2 separate regions of the Drosophila melanogaster genome follow, and region 2 is linked to region 1. The links are chromatin contacts, called in public Hi-C maps. All regions are on one chromosome and are shown on one strand. The core of a region is the stretch at or near the end of the contact, and the rest is flanking DNA. Distances in the headings are between cores, read along the strand shown. Region 1 holds the start of CG4835. Region 2 overlaps sif (still life).

Region 1 (2,700 bases), core at 155-2,654:
AAAATAGTGCCGTCCTTTTCATCTTTACAATCATTTGGATCGACATCAGAGGGAAGTCCATCTGTAGTGGTTACAATCTCTTCTGTGGTGCTAGAATGTATTTCCGTTGTAGACCCATCAGAAGGCAGTGTTGTAGGCGTTGAAGGAGTTGTAGTGATTGAAGGCGTCGTCGTGACTGAAGGCGTCGTTGGTTTGTTGGTTGTTCCCGGAGTTGTGGGGAATGGCAGGGGGTCACACCGCACCGAATCGGGTGTATCGCAGATGTGCAGCCAATTATTAAAGAGTTTATCCGGCTGGCAGTAATCCAAATCTGTGCAACCATTTTTGCAGGCCAAGTACCCACTGCAATTGTAAGGATACTCATAGAAACCATTTCCCTTCGGCACACAATAATCCTCTTCAATTCCCTCCGGCGTTGGACCGCAAACCACATCCTCCTCAGTTGTTGAAGTGGGCGGCATTTCTGTTGTGGTTGTAGGAAGGGGCAGCTCCTCGCAATCTGCCATATCGGGAGTATCGCAAATGCCAAGGTACTTATTGAATACCTTGTCTTCAATACAGTAATTTAGCACGGGCCAGCCGTAAGTGCAGTTTATATAGGCCTGGCAGTCATATGGATAATAATGTACCGAGCCATCCTCCTTGTTGCGACAGTAGTCATCTGAAATTCCCGGTGGTGCCGGTGGTGGATCCCAACTGGATGTTGGGAGGTAACTTGAGGGGGTAGAGGACGTTATCTCTGTACTGGTTCCGGTGGTACTTTCTGTCGTTATCTTTGCCGTACTTGATGGTGGTTCTGTGGGTTCTGGCGTTATCTTTTGAGTACTGGATGTTGGTTCTGGCGTAAATCGAGTAGTTCCATCCGTAGGTTCTGGCGTTTCAATCGAGTAGTAGATACATTCTACAGCTTGGGGATAATTACATTGCTGGGTCTTATTATCCCACCAGAGATTTGCGGGACACAACTTCACCGTGGGATAGAGACAGTCGCAAACTAGGAACAAACTACAGTTATCCGGATACGGTACCAAAGCACCAAAGTCCTTGCCCTCGCACATCACCTGGTTTTCGTATCGCTGTTCATTGTTGCAAGTTTCGTGACGAGGTTCGATCTTTGGCAGGGCCAAAACATTTAGCTGCCAGCTCCAGAATACGGCGATAACCACCAGAAGCCATGGCAAAGGCTTGAAAATATTATCTGGAAAAGGAAAGAATACAATAATAATACAAAAAAAAAAACATACAGAGACTATTACTAGTATTTAAGTTTAAATATTTATGTATAATTGACATAATAATTTATTGCATTGTACTTGCATAGAATATCTTAGATTTACCTTGCATAACAACTCCCCTTTCTAAATTGTACTATATATTTTTAATAGGTCTTTTCGCCTGCGAGTTTAACTCCACACTGACTTGTTAACTAGGCCAACTGTCTTGTCTATAGCAAAAGCTATTTCCTGATACAACGTCGGTAGCTTATATTAATGACATTTTGATTAGATTTAATTAGAAATTCTTTGAAATTTATAGAATATCGTTTTCATTCTAGTGATTGTGATTTGTGATTTTATGTTATCGTTAACTTCTGAATTATTTTTCTTAAGTGCCATTTCAACACGAGCAACACAAGATAGTTTCCGTAATATTCTAATCTAGTGATAAGCCAATTACGTATTGAAGTCTTATCGTGGCGTCATAGATTGTTTTGTTTATAAAGGTTAATTTTAAGCAAAATATAAGGCAGGAAGCTTCTCTGGGGTTTTCTTTAAGTATTTCCCCTACTGGTGTTTTTTTACACACGTATTGCTTGTGAAATGAGTGTCATTTTATATTCTTTCATTTCGAAGGTAAATCATTTTATCCTGTTCGCATGTGTTTTGTGTGCGCCTTTTGTGACTCTTATTGCTGCTGTTATTACACTTATTGTTCTTGTTCCAGTTCACGGTGTTGTTGGGTCTTTAATGAGCCCACGTGACCTTTCCGACAGCGAAGTTCGAGTCACAATTTATGATCAGCACTCGACGCGTAAATTACACGAATAAAAATGCGAACATAAACATAAATGAAGCTAGAAGTTTAATGCCCGGCAAGCCATTAAAATTAAGCGACAAAACATGAGTGGCACACAAAATACGGCATTAAGTAGAATTAGTTGAAAATGTATAAACAGATTGAAGAAATTTGTATCTCTAGTTTAAAGTGGATTTGCAAGCTGCAGTTGCATAGAAAGCTAGCCATGGTATTTCAATTTGTGCTGCAAATTACTTAAAAGCATACAAATCTATTTGTCTGAAGGATGTTTTTATGCTGTCTGGCTGACCTTTTTTCCATCCCTTCTTCAGTCGCCTTTGGGTTGACAAACAGTCACGAAGTTGGAAAATATAAAGTGCAGCCTGAAAGGACAAATCCATTAATATAAAAATAAAGTTGCATAAAAGAAAGTGCGGATTATTTAAGTACAGATTTTTTGAGATTAAAATAATAAATGGTTTTGGGTAAATTAAAGTCAGGAGTATGAATGAAACAATACTTATAGGTACTCATGATTACTCTTTTATAAAAAGATATATGAAATTTATTCTATACTTAGCATATTTTTCTTTGGAATTAGCTCAACAAATCAAATATAATCAAATGTTCCCACCTCTTTGGCCAAACTTGCTGCTGGACAATTTTTCAGCTTGATCTGTTGGC
Region 2 (2,700 bases), core at 185-2,684, 220 kb before region 1:
TGCTGCGCCAATGGCGATGGCGATAGCGGGAGTTGCCCAGTTTCAGGGTGCCCTGGAGATCGGCAGCCTCCTCAACAACGCGCCGGATGCACTGGTAACGCAGGCGGTTGCATCTGTGGATCGGCTGCATGGGCACCACACCGTGCTCCGGCTCCGATTCCGCACCAGAGCGCACCTGATCCTCGTCGTCGTCCACCCAGGCGCTCAACACGCCCTCCACGAAGTTGTACAGCATCTGGATGTTGGCCTTCATGGGCGCCGAACCGGAGGGCACTTGGGCCTCCGTCTTGATGAGCTTCCGGTTTTGGCACACCTCCCGCAGAAGATTCTCGCCAAAGTGCACGGTTTTGTGACGCCGTCGACGGGAATTCAGTGAGGCAGCCGAGGCGGATTTCATCAGCTTGCCATTGGAGTGGTGCACATAGGCGGGCAGTGGTTGCACTAGCGTGGTTGTTGGCTCCAGCCAAGCGAGGCCCGATCCCGGTCCTCCTAATCCACCATGTCCAGCACCTCCGACTCCTGCACCCATTCCTGCGGAACTGGCGGAGTCTCCTCTCTGGAGGGTGTTTGGTTGTGAATTGCTGCGATAGTGATGGTGCGGATGTGGATGCGGTGGCGAGGGCAGTGGCTGCATCTCCAGGTCGTCCAGTGGCGCCGGCTCAATGTCATCCAATGTGGTGGGCGGCTGGGACAGCTGGGTGCGCAGGCGATTGAAGTCGGCGGCACAGCGAGGCAGTGAGTTGCACTTGGCGGCATTGAGGCATTTGCGATTCCGGCAGCTGAGCAGCGGGGCACAGGATCGACAATCGTGGCAGATGACCAGACGGCGTTCGCTCGTCGCTCCAGCTCCTGCTCCGGTTGCTCCCACTCCCATAGTTCCACCTCCTGTTGGCGGCGGAGGCGTTGCCGTTGTGGATGGTGTCGTCGGCACATCGGAGCCCATGGCTCCAACCAGATGAGCTGGAACTGCATGCAGTTGCACCTGCGCCAGTTGCTGATGCCTGGCCAGATTTACCGAACTCACCGACGACGTGATGCACTGCCTCGCCTGGCACTCCTGGTACCGGCAGTGCGGATCCGTACAGATGGGCAGTAGTGGACAATCGGGATCCGTACAGGGTCCCGGGGATGGTGAACGAGGAGCCCTCTCCGCACTCGAAGACTTACGCTTGTGGCCACCGGAACGCTGGGCGGACATATCGGAGACCGTGGCGGACCTTTGGGTCTGATGGCGACGGGAACGCTCCTTCCGACCACTAGACTCCTTGGTTTTCGGTACATATTGATAGCGTTCTTTGTGCGGCTTGGCATACAGTCGTTCCAGATGGGCGGTGTTTGATGTGGATGCCGCTCCTGCCCCACCACTCCCCACCACTTCGCTGGCCGAGTGCCGCAGTCTTCTCTCCCGTGAACGCTCCTCCCTCCGCTGGCATAGGGGAGTGTGTGAAAGGGCACTGGGCACCGCATAGCCACTGGGAATGCTCATTCTCTCCGGTGGTTGAGCTGGAGGAGGTTGCTTTCCGAGGGATTGCAGCTTGTGGAGAGGATAGGCTATCCAATCGGCAGTGAGCTGTTGCTGTTCCTCTTCGCTGACTGCTCCACTGTGTCCCAGGGAGTGTCTCTTCCGATGGCTGGTCTTCGACTGATCTTGGGCATCTTCCTGGGAATTGGAACGGGGCTGGGCATCGCCACCACTGCCATTCCGGCGATGATGCGACCGACGGGACTTGCCCCTATCCGTTCCACTGCTGCTCTGCATCTTGGTGAGCCACTCCACAATATCAGTTTTCAGCAGCGAGAACTCACAGGGTCCGGAACCTTGTCGGGACAGCGGTTTCTTGAGAAGATCCGCCAAGGCCTTGGCATACGCAGAACCCACAGCCTTGTCCGCATCCGAAGGCAATCGATCGCGTTCTCGCTCCTTCTTACGCGGCAGATGATCGAGCAGCCAGTCGGGCAGTTCGTCCTTTAGGACTGTGATCTCACTGGGACCCGAGGAGGTGCGCACTGGCTGGATGGGACTGGCAGTTTTTTGGAGCTTCAGCCACTCCATAGTCTCCTCCCGCACCTGGCCACCTTCAGCGGATCGGGCGGAGTGACGCTGTTGAGCCCGGCGATCGAACCACTCCAGTTGCTCGGGCGGTTGGCGCAGGGCACTCTTTGGCATGGTGGCCACTTCCTCGGCACTTTTCTGCCGTCTCGGTGGCAACTGAGGTCTCTGCTCAATTCGCACGTGTGCGTGACCCGTGGGTTCCGTTAGCCTCACCGATCCCTTCCGCCTGATGCATTTCTGTTCCATTGTCTCCTCATCGCGAGCTCTCACCCGTCGAGTGATTTCGAAGATGTCGCCGTTGATCTGGTGATAGAACTTCTCCACTTCGACACCCCGATCGAATTCCTCCTTCGCCGTGGGCTTGGCATGTGACCGCGAGGGTGGGCGTGGCGGTGGCGGCAGCTGGTTGCCCTCGTCCAGTTTCTTCTTCTTGTCATCACTTTCGTCGGAGGAGGCATTGAGCAGGGCACCAGAGCCCGCCCCACCACCATCCACCACCCAGCTTATCGAGCGCTCACCACTGGTTGCTGTACCAATTCCGTCTCCCTTTTGCAGCAATCTGTCCAGGCTGCCATGATGGGTCTTAAGTGTGGTGGCTCCCAGGCTGCCTTTGGTCTCACCCAGCGATTGCAGCCGGCACTGGGCAT

What was found. Hi-C and Micro-C count contacts between places; a contact is called where the count stands out from the background.
Region 2: a Hi-C map of the Kc167 cell line shows a contact between it and region 1, with 1.9 times the contacts expected there. A contact is called at or near these places in 4 of 107 Hi-C or Micro-C datasets (the Kc167 cell line, the ML-DmBG3-c2 cell line, the S2 cell line and 1 more).

What each region holds. Positions count from the first base shown.
Region 1 is chr3L:5,478,494-5,481,193 of dm6, reverse strand. It overlaps CG4835, which reads right to left and starts at 1,404. Exons shown (of 2, transcript NM_139708.3): 1 at 1,338-1,404; 2 at 1-1,198. The coding sequence starts at 1,344.
Region 2 is chr3L:5,696,290-5,698,989 of dm6, reverse strand. All of the region lies in intron 14 of sif (still life), which reads right to left. All of the region lies in intron 15 of CG46320, which reads right to left. Among named protein-coding and RNA genes, the nearest start is that of CG44521, 16 kb to the left of the region's middle.